2 separate regions of the Mus musculus genome follow, and region 2 is linked to region 1. Evidence: chromatin contacts called from public promoter capture Hi-C data. All regions are on one chromosome and are shown on one strand. Each heading gives the region's core, a stretch centred on a gene start, on an enhancer-like site or on the middle of the called end of the contact. The rest is flanking DNA. Distances are from core to core; before and after follow the strand shown. Region 1 holds the start of Sh3rf3 (SH3 domain containing ring finger 3). Region 2 holds the start of Micu1 (mitochondrial calcium uptake 1).

What was found. Promoter capture Hi-C pulls out the DNA fragments that hold promoters and counts their contacts.
Region 2: a promoter capture Hi-C map of embryonic stem cells shows a contact between it and region 1, with 4 times the contacts expected there. The contact joins the promoter of Micu1 here to the promoter of Sh3rf3 in region 1.

The regions. Positions count from the first base shown.
Region 1 is chr10:58,810,999-58,816,856 of GRCm38.p6, reverse strand. Sh3rf3 (SH3 domain containing ring finger 3) reads right to left here and starts at 3,498. Exons shown (of 10, transcript NM_172788.3): 1 at 2,731-3,498. The coding sequence starts at 3,282.
Region 2 is chr10:59,700,793-59,706,483 of GRCm38.p6, reverse strand. Micu1 (mitochondrial calcium uptake 1) reads right to left here and starts at 3,921. Exons shown (of 12, transcript NM_144822.3): 1 at 3,797-3,921.

The sequences.
Region 1 (5,858 bases), core at 2,249-4,748:
GGGATCCGATTATTAAACAGCAGATCAATAAACAGCATATTAAACAGCACGCAGCAATATCTAGAGTGCAGCCTCACTGGGAACCATCAGTACAGGGACAATCAGTTCAGGGACAGTGGAGTACCAAGAGCCCATTTGGAAGCGATTTTAGCTCGTCTCTGTCTTCTCAGCTTACAGGTGGCTCACACCTGCATAGCACACATTTTCAGTCTCTGCCTCCTGTCACATCCATCACTGTCCCTTAGACTGCTCATCGAGACCTAATACCCCACAGTGGTAGTGTAATGGAAGCACACAAGGCCGGAAAGCTGACCAAGAGAGAACCCAATGGCTACTGGAAACCAGGGAACAAAAGCTGCAGATATTAAAACCTCTGCCTCGGCTACTTTGCTTTCTAAACACAATCAAATACCACTAGACTTAATTCTGGCTGTTCCCCAGAACCTGAACTTAGTCCTTTTGAGACAACTATGAGGGAAAGCCTGCACTCTAGTTGACACAACAAAAAGAAAACATGTTCTCAATTTCCCAGAAGTGGGGATATCCTAAACCATGGAGTACGTGGCCACACAGAATCAACTGGGGTCTCAAAATTGTCAAGTCCAAACATGAATTCCGTATACTCAAGCACTCACGCTAAAGCTATAAGCTCCCACCTTGTGGGCAGACAAATTCTAAGGAATGCTCTGAACAGAATTAGTCCAGGAGCTAATTCTGAGGCTGTGCCTTTCTCCCCATCAGAGGCTTCCGTAAGCTCCAAGCCAACTACAACTCCTCAAGGTGCGCTGGACCCTCATCTGTCAGCAGCTGTCAAAAGGCCCAAGCATCTCACCAGAATCATAGCTCCAAAAGTCATTTAATTACCGAAGCAGGAGGAAGCAACAAACAGATCTTGCAAATACAAGTCTTTAATTCTGATGTTAGATTAAAAGCAACATGGGCAAGAAAGAAAAGTTTCACAATATGTACACATTAATAAGTGGATATTAGCCCAAAACCTAGGATACCCAAGATATAAGATACAATTTCCTAAACACATGAAACTCAAGAAAAATGAAGACTGAAGTGTGGACACTATGCCCCTCCTTAGAAGTGGGAACAAAACACCCTTGGAAGGAGTTACAGAGACAAAGTTTGGAGCTGAGATGAAAGGATGGACCATGTAGAGACTGCCATATCCAGGGATCCACCCCATAATCAGCATCCAAACGCTGACACCATTGCATACACTAGCAAGATTTTATCGAAAGTTCCCAGATGTAGCTGTCTCTTGTGAGACTATGCTGGGGCCTAGCAAACACAGAAGTGGATGCTCACAGTCAGCTAATGGATGGATCACAGGGCTCCCAATGGAGGAGCTAGAGAAAGTACCCAAGGAGCTAAAGGGATCTGCAACCCTATAGGTGGAACAACATTATGAACTAACCAGTACCCCGGAGCTCTTGACTCTAGCTGCATATGTATCAAAAGATGGCCTAGTCGGCCATCACTGGAAAGAGAGGCCCATTGGACACGCAAACTTTATATGCCCCAGTACAGGGGAACGCCAGGGCCAAAAAGGGGGAGTGGGTGGGTAGGGGAGTGGGGGTGGGTGGGTATGGGGGACTTTTGGTATAGCATTGGAAATGTAAATGAGCTAAATACCTAATTAAAAATGGAAAAGGAAAAAAAAAGAAAAGTTTCTGAACTTCCAATGAAGCAAATGGCTAGATTTAATCACAATTAAAAGCCAAATTTCAATTTTGATCCTTCAGTGACCATCCTAAGAAGGCATGCATACTCCTTGCATGTCTTTGCCGACCCTCTCTTCCTGATCCATAGAAAACTCAAATTCAGCCATCCACAAAACGTCCTCCAGCAAAAACAGAAGTCGTGAAGTCTATATAATGCGGCCGTGCTAAATCTAATAACGAAAATTAAAAACAACTGTCCACCTGGGAAAGCAACCCTGCTTAAGAGCCCACAAGCAAAGCTTGACTAGAGAGTGCCAAGCCTAAGAGTAAGACAGAGTAAGTGTTCCTGAAGATTTTAGGCGAAGTCCTTCTTTCTGGGGCAGCTGTAGTTACTCTCCGGGCAATGTCTGCCACTTTGCCCTCTCCCCTGTCCTCCACGGCTAAGCAGCAAGAGACTGCTAACTCCCGGTCAGCGATCAGAACCAGTGAACCATTAAGCAATAAGTCCCCAATTGGTGGTCTGAGAGGGAAGAGCAGGACTGAGGAGGTGTGGCAAAAGATGGTTGTTTCTGGAGAATTGGAGGGGTGATCAAAGTTAAAGATAGATGAGTGGATGGATGTATGGATCAACAGACAGACATACAGGACCGGCCAGCCTAGTCAAAATGGAAGTGGTAGAGAACGGCAGGACAGATGGCATGTCCACCTAATGAGAGGATGGGTTCTGCCTCACATATGAACAGGTTTGGGGGAGAAGATGTAAGGACTGAGCTTGGAAAGCGACTTAAGGTGCCCACAAGAAGTTTGAAGTAAGGATGTGGGGCAGAGGAATGTATGTGATGGGATGTAGTCAAGAACTGGTAAAGTAGGAACTGACAGCTAGGCAGAGTCCCTGGGAAACAGAGAAGTTGTTAAAGAAGAATAAAACAAACGAGTGGGCCACGGGGATCCACGGCTAGTCCCTCTACTTCTAATCACAAACTACTTGCACATACACGTGCGGACAAGCTTACACATTCCCACACAGTGGCGCCATGTCACTGGGATACATTCTTACCTTAGCCACTGGCACACTCCTATTAGTCGCCACGTCGCACAAACTGGAGGTAGAGCTGCCTGCGGCCGCTGAGAGAAAGACCGGAGAACACGGGGGACTGCCTGTCGCCCCTCCAGCGCCACCAGCGAGCGCTGAGAACGTACCGGGGCCCGGGCGCGCGGGAGGGCTGCTCCCCGGGCTGGCACCCGTGCGGGGCCTCTGGCGGATGCCATCCAGCAGGCGCACTAGCAGTATGTTGGCGGGCAGCTCGTCCACACCGCAGCCCACCAGGATGCGGCACTCGGGACAACGTAGTTCGTGGCGCGAGCACACGATGCTCTCCAGACAGCGTCGGCAGAAGGTGTGCTGGCATGGCAACACCTTGGCCGTAGTGTCCAGGCGCTCCAGGCACACAGAGCATTCCAGCAAATCCAGCAGCGATGATTCGTCCATATCCTCTTCAGTCCTCGCCTGGGCCCCCCTCTGCTGCTCACCCTGCCTGTCCTCGCCCTCGCCCCGAGCTGCGGTGGCCGCCGCCTTGGACGCGCACAGCCAGGACGCCCCAAGCAGCATGGGGGAGGCGCCAGCGCGGGCCCAGCGAGCCGCCTAAGTCTAGCAGCCAGAGCCCGGCCCGCCGAGGAGAGCGGGCATTTGCGCCTAGCCCGGGCAGTCGCCGTCAATAAACAGGGTTCGGTCCCCGCGCGGCGCGTGCTGACAGCCCGAGGCACTAGCCTCCACGATTTGCAAAGTGACACGCCGAGCCTGCCCGCGAGGCAGGCACCGGAGTTCCGGAGCCCCGAGGCAACTCCAGCCAGCCGAGCCCAATCAGCCTACGCGCGCGCACCGCCGCTGCGGGCAACACCTGTGCTGCCGCGCCGCCCGCGCCCGGGAGCCCAGCAGCGGGGAGTGCAGGGAGAGGCCGGCCAGGTCCCCAGGGAGACCGGGGCGCGGCGTGCACGCTCCCCCGCGCCGCAGGCGAGCCGCACCGCCCCCCTCGGCGCCTCCATGCGCCCTCGGGCTGCCAGAGCACCGCCGCCTTGCTCAACTAGCTCAGCCGGATCTCGTCCCTGGGTCGCGGGACCATGTGCGGGGGACGCGCAGAGGTCACAGTCACTGCGGGGGTGTTGGGAAACGGACACCTCTCCTGCCTTGGAGCTTCTCCCTTTAGGCCACCTCCGGGGCTCCGGAGAACTTCCCCTGCGCAGGCTTGGCCCTGTCCCCTCTGGACGCCAGACTCTGGATTCTCCGCGAGCTTCAGGAAGGGACGTTTCTTCTCAACGCCTCCGCGAAGGAAAGTTTGGGAGCATCATCCCGACTGCTTTCTTAGCCAGCGCTGGAGAGCAGCCGGAGGACGCATCAGACACCCAGGCATCCTTCTGGACGACTCCAGGGAGCACTCTTGCTTGTGTCCCCTCTCCTGCCAGCATGCCCAAGTGACAGCTGTGGGTATAGGTGCGGGGGTGTCCCTTGAGGCGAGAAGGGAAGTCGCTGGAGATGGCCGGGTCGGGGGCTGCCGGGGCCGCGACTACTCCTTCGGGAAGCCGGCTGCCCTCTCCAGAATCACTGATGTGTGACTGACGCCGCCGCCCACGCGCCAGCACACCCTGGCCGAGCGCCGCGCCCCTGGCGGCGCGGTGAAAGACTCCAGCGCCCGCTCTGGTGAGCTCTGATGAACCCAGCTCCAAATATTCCTCGGGAGGCTCAAAAGAGGGGGAATGTGCGCTCCTTCCCGATGCCCGGGGTTCTGGGAGCGTCAGAGCGACGGAAGTACGTACGAGGACCTGGAGCAGCAGGGAAGTTTGGCGGTGGGCTGCGGTCGGTGTACAAGATTTCTTACCGTGTGCTGCCCCCTGGTGGGCCCCTCGTGTTCCCAACGCTCTCGAGCCCCGCACAGGCAAAGGTCCAGAAAGCTGGATGATGCACAGCTGGGAGATGCCAGGGCAAGCATCCAAAGTGGTGTGGATGCCCCTCCTGCCGGTTGGGCTGCCCTGTTGTTTGTGAAGCTGAATGTCACTTTTCTTCGTTTTTAGGGAGAAAAAAATTTTGCTGATACTTAAATGCCAACATAATATCTGCATTGTTTTAATGCTCTTAAACAACCCTGTGAAATAATTGCTTTAACTTCATTACACGGGTAAGGAAATTGATTCTCATTATTATGAAGCCATTTTATTAAATGTGGTTTTTGTGACCACAGAACCCAAATGCAAAAAGACCACATGGTAGCAGAGCGGTTGCCTATAAGCCACGTGTCCCTTACAGTGTAGTAGTATCTTCCACACGGCGTGTTTAGTAAATATCCATTGAATGATCGAAAGAGTGACTTGATCTCATCCAGTGATGATTTGAATGCAGTATTTAGCACCCCAATTCCAGATATCCTGAGTTCCTATCAGACTGCTAGTCTCTGGAAATTCCCAGGAGCATAGAGTTGTCCCAGCCGATCTCTGTATCATTTACACAAGTATTGGCAAGGGTATAAGATAGAATTGTCTGTCTATGTCTATTATTGCCTATGTCTGTCTATTGTCTGTTATGAAGGGGGTAGGGAGGTGAGTGACTTTTGCTCAGGAACACCCAAGGGGAATTGTGAGAGGGTCCAGAATGCCTGATTTATGAGTGGTGATCAGGACCCGGGAAAGGGTGTGTGTGCAAAGAACAAAGAACAAAGTTGCTGTCCATGATGATATAGCCTGAGTGCTTTTGGATGCAAGAGAGAAATAAAGCTTAGGAGAATTTTAAAAGGTGCAAAATAAAAGTAATCTTAGGGGACTACAGGCTAAGGGCTGGGGCAGACTAGTGCAGGCAGATTCTCCTAAGCCATGTTCTTCCCCTGTATATGTGGTGGCTTCCTCCTTCCCTCCACCGTGCGCTGGGCACCAGTCACCGCATGATAGAAAATATGACTGCCGCTTGTACTGGATCCAGCAGTATAGCATGAAATTAGCATCACCCACTGACAAGATGGGCATCTGATACTTTCATGGTCTTACTAGAAGTTTGAAAGTCCTGTAACCTAGCCTGAGCTAGCAGCAGCTGTCCTCTGAGGTGGTGTCTATAGAAAGAAGCAAAACCGTATGAAATCTGGCAGCACCCTTGGAAGTGGCACAGAAAAGGAAGTATGGTTCCCAGAACAAGCATCTAGGAAA
Region 2 (5,691 bases), core at 2,672-5,171, 890 kb before region 1:
CCCTAAAATACAATGAATCATTACAACGAAGCATAAAAAGATAGAAAACAAGACACTAATGTTAACTAGTTTTAAAGTTAATATCCATTTGACAGCAAATAGTGAATTATAGGTTTTATTTTTCATGCAATGATCAACACAACGTAGTCTCTACACCAAGAGACTTGTCAGCAGAATAATGCAGAGGACCTAGAATTTACTCTTATTGATCACAGCTATTCAAGCACTTAAAATATCTTTATTCACTATTTATAAGCTGGAGTCACTTAGTCAAATTAACTAACCTACAATACAAAAAGTACCAGTCATTATTGAGCTTGGCACATAAGTTGTAGCTCAGCAACAGAGCCTGTGCTGAAAAAAAAGGAAGTGAGACAAACTGGCCAAGGTGACAATATATTACAGGTTATAAACCGCCAATACCTGGGGGCTGCAAAGATGGCTCATGAGTTAAGAGCACTTGTTGCTCTTGTTAAGGACCTGGGTTCGGTTCCAAGCACCCATAGTTTCAAGGACTCTGAAGCCCTCTTCTGGCCTCTCCAGGCACATACATGGTGCACAGACATACATGCTGGCAAAGTACCCATGCACACAACATTAAAATAAATAAAGCTAAAAAAAGATACTCCAGAGCCAAGACACCACACCTGTAACAACAATACACACCTATGCAAAGGAAGGGCTCAAAATTCAAATTTTATTAATAATAGATATTTTAAAAAGCAGACGTCAACGCCCAGACTACAAATATAAGTAATTTATATCTCAAAGGAAAAGAAGACCTCTTCAGTTAGAATACAAATACTTGTAAATATCTATTGTTTCCGCCTTCATACAACCGACCTCCCTTCAGCAGGATCGAACACCGCAATTGTTTTCCTTTAGAAACCAAATGTTCCCCTCTCCCCCCACCCCATTAATGTGTGTGGGGTGAGACCATGTTTTCCTTTCTCCTAGTCCATGGTAAGAAACCCAAGCCTGGCCACAAAGAGCTTTCTATCTCCCTGGCAGCAGGGAAAACCTCCAGGATAAACAGAGGCACAAGCTGGCATTGCTGGCCAGTGAGGCACCGCACAGAAACGTGCTAGATATATAGAGGACATGAGGAGCTCTTCTGGGGTGCAAGCCTTTCCTAAGGAGTATGAGGCCAAGTTTCAATTATTTTCCCAGAATTCCCAATTACATCTCCCCAAAAGGAAATGATTCTGGAGATTAGTAATAACCTTGACTTGGTAGGTGGGTGGGTGAATTTTTTTTTTTTTTTTTTTGAGACATGGTGTTACTATGTAGCGCTGGATGGCCTGAAATTCACTATGTGGACCAGGATGGTGTGGAACTCAAAAGACGTCTGACAGCCTCTGCCTCTGGAGAGCTCAGATTAAAGACCTGCACCGCCACACTCAGCCCAATGTTACAGGTTTTGTAATGTTCCCACTTTTGAACAGGACACACTGTTTTTATAAGAAGAAACAAAACCATTTCAAGATACTTCTCAGGTGTCTAACACATGCCCAGAGAGTAACATTTAGTGTTTTTAAAGAATTAACATTTTTTCCCCTCATGAAACACTAAATCAGAGCACCTGGAAAGGAATCCACTCCCTTTTTTGGCATCAAAGGAAGCTCTTTCTATTAGAAGTTGGGGGGATATTGTGGTAAACCTTTTTTTTAAAAAGTACTTTTATATAAAAGGAAGTATACCAGATAACTCTTTGGGGGAAAATGGAGAGTATTTAGCTTGTGCTTTCAATACTGTTGAAACTGTTCAAGAGCTAAAACTAACTTTGCAGTTTAAAAGTAAACATATATATACATATATATGTTGTATGTATATATGTTGTGTGTATGTGTGTGTATATGTATGTGTGTATATATATGTGTGTGTGTATATACATACATATAATATACATACATATATATGGCTTTACTGCCAGCCTGGTGGCACATGCCTATAATCCCAGCACTCAGGAGCCTGAGGCAGAAGACTGCCATTAAATATTCAGCCAACTGTGGGGGTTGGCGGGGAGAGCATCATTAATTACTTGAGTCTTTAAAATGACTACAAAGGTCTAAAGTAGTTGTTCAGTTAAATATAACGGTTATAATTATTTCATGTGATATTCAATTACATGAGGAATTATGTATTATTAGTTTTTTTTTCCTCTAAGCATAAGAAAGCAAGTTACAGAGCCTGAGGCAGGGTGTTTATACCTAGGAGTTCAAGGCCAGCTTGGGCAACACAGTGAAACACTGTATCAATAGATGGGTGGATGGACAGACAGACGGACAGATGGATGGATGGATTTACTGAATACAGTAACCACTCCATGAAACTATAATAAAGGCAGTGATGCTCTTGCTTTTACCAGAATTGGCTTTATCATTGGCTCCTATCATTCTCTCCAGGCACACCAGCCATTCCAGAATCTTCACTTTCTGCTAATATTATTTTGAATGTTATGACCCCTGTGCGGATACTTAGGTGTTGATGACTCTTTCTTGGCATCAGTAGGTAGCCAGGGTGATGTCTTTAAGCAAAACAGAATCAAAGATTGATGAGAAGTGGGGACCGAACCCATTGAAGTCTGTAAGGTCTGGGCAGGCCTGTAATCCCACCCACCATTCAGTTGGCAGAGACAGAAAGATTCAGACTTTAAGGCCAAACCTAGTGATGGGGGTGGGGAACCTACCTCAAAAAAAAAAAACAGAACAAAAAAGAATTCAAACAAAACAAAGTAACTGGTGGCCAGAACATCTTCCCGGATAAGTGGCATTCTAAACTCTTTAGGATAAGATTCTAAACAAGCATCACATTGTCCACACCGGCAAACATTCAGGATGGTCGAGTCCGCCAACTGTTTGTTATGTCTCAAAGGCTGACAATCAGTGAAACCTAAACTCCCCAACAGATGTGTTTCATCTCCAGCACACACTCCTTTCTAATGCTGTTAAATCACCTCCCTGTCTGACCCTACTGACTGCTTTAAAGTAAACAGAGGTTTATTAAGGGAGTCATCCCAGAAGTGGATCAAAACATGTATTTATAAACAAGCGGGAAAAAAATAGGTCTTTCCAAAATGTCTCAGGAAGAAAATTATTTAATCTTAATTATTTATTTACATGCACAAATATTTGCACTTCAAGCACCTGAAAGGGACTGTAGACAAAACCTCGGATTTATAAAGGTGACAACTTATTATAAAACACAGTCCGCCTTAAACTCTTCTTCTAGCATCCCACATAATCAGTAATACCTGGCTCATTCTCGAAACATCGTGTGGGTAGCCCCGACTGGGACTGGGCACAGACAGAGAAAGGGAGAATGAGAACGCGAAGTTGCTGGTGAGGATAAAAAACGGAACAGTCCGAGAAGTCTGCAGTTTGTTTTGCTTTTCTAAAAGGCCAATGATCCCCCCGCCCCATCTTCTCTATCCCCAATACATGTATTTATCTATCTTTCTGTCACAGCTCTAAACTCCTCCATCTACTTCTGACCACATCCACGAATTCCGGGAGAACTAGTGTGTCCTGGCCGCAGGTGGAGAGGATGCACTCTGAGGCTAGAAGCCGGGCACTACAAGTTCTCCCTGACAGGGATAAGGGGTGATAGGGTGAAGGGAGCGGAGGACCGAGAGTCCCCTCAGCATATCACCAACAGCATCACCAAGACAGCAGCAGTCCCTGGCGGACCTGAAAAGTGGCCGGATCTCAGAGCCACACGAAAGGCTCGTCCCCAAAATGCGCCGACTTCCCCTCCCCTAAACTCGCCTCCAGGCGATCAGATTCCTCACACTCACCCGTCCGCGCTCCAGCTTTAGCAGCAACTCGGAGAATGCCGCCCACCTCTGACAACCATAGAGACGCAAATGCCGGGGAGCCCCGCTCTGCGTCCTCCGCCCACTCTCACGTGACTCCCTTAGCCGCTGGGCCTGCCGGGATCTTGATGAAACGTAGCAGGGAGGAACCGAGTTGGGGAAAATGGGGCGGGGCGGAGAGGCAACCCCGCCCTTCTCTGGGGCCCGCCCACACTTCGGATCCCGCCCCGAGTCAAGACTCCGCCCTCGCCTGGGGGCCCGCCCTGTCCTCAGCCCCGCCCACACGTCGGTGCCACGCCCTCGCTGTTTAGGCGGGAATGCCGGCAGATTTGCAAAATCCCTCCTGCATTCCATTGCTGATTTTGTTTCTCTGCTGTCAAAGTCCACCTCTCCTGTGCCTCTTTCTAGTTAAACCCTGCTCTTCCGTAAGTGGGAAATTGATAACGAGGTTCTTCCCACCAGTCTAGAGGCTCACACTGGTTTTATTTTAGGAACATCTTTTATTTATTCTTTGACAGTTTCGTAAGATATAATGTATCTTAATCTTATCCACCTCCAGTTCTCCACGTTCACTCCTTCCAGGAAGTCCCCGCTAGTCTCCCAACACTTGGAACTTAGAGGCTAGTGTGGTTTACTTAGACCTGTGTCAAATTATGAAACAGAGGAGCTCAGCAGGTAAGGGCTCTTACTACCAAACCAGATAACCCGTATTTGAGTCCCAGGACACTTATGGTGGAAGGAGAGAACTGACTGATGCAAGTTGTCTCCTAACCTTCAGAACCATGCTGCGGAACACACATACCTGCATGCATACATACATACATACATACATACATACATACATACATGAAAAAAGGGAAGGAGAAAAGAGCGAATAAAAGTCTTCTCTTGGGACACACATCTTGTTATCTCTGAAACTTGTAAATTTCACATTGCATCGTAAATACCATAGAACACTTTGGAGGCTCACGGGATAAATTAACTCTTTATTTGAATAAGGAAAAGAGAAAAAAAATCATCAATATATAAATTGTTGAATAAAATTTTCAGCCAGATGTGGTGGCATAGAACTGTAATCCCAGAATCTGAGAGATAGAGGCAGTAGGATCAGGAGTTCAAAGCCATACTTAGTTACATAGTGAGTTTGAGGCTAGTGTGGGCTCTATAAGATCCTGTCTGAAAAACCAAGCCAAACATAAAAATCCATCAAGATCAAGGAAGACAATGATTAAGTTGGGCATGTTGGTATATGACTATAACCCCTGTAGAGACGGAGGCAGGAGGATCAGGAATTGTCTTTAGGTTGTCCTCAGCTACATAAATAGCAAATTTTTCCCTTACCTCCATCCATGTACCATAGCAAATGTGTCACCCCACACACATACTCACACACATAATAATATGTAAATAAATATAAGAAGAAATATCCAGGTATCCCTCCCCTGCCCCACACCAGTAGTTCCCATGCCATGTTGATAATCAAATGCCTCACACTTAACTGGAGAGATTTTTGGTTTAGGTTTTTATTTGAGACAGTTCTTTTTATATAGGCTAGGGTACCCATGCTGTTCTCAAACTCATGGTAATCCTCCTGCCTTGGCCTCCAAAGTGCAGGGGTTGTGGGCATGCACTACTATGCCTGGCTCAGGGTAAAATAACACAGATTCCTGGATCCTAAGATACACTCACTGGACTAGAACGGTGCTCAGAAATCTGGATCTTCATAGTCCCATGTGATTTCCATGTAGGTGTTGAATGGGAAAAGAAATGGATTTGGGTCTTTTTTTCCCCTCCATGCCACAGAATAAAATATCTCTATTTTGTCTTCAGTATAGCAAAAGTACATTATACTAGAAATCCTGCGCTATTTTGTGTGT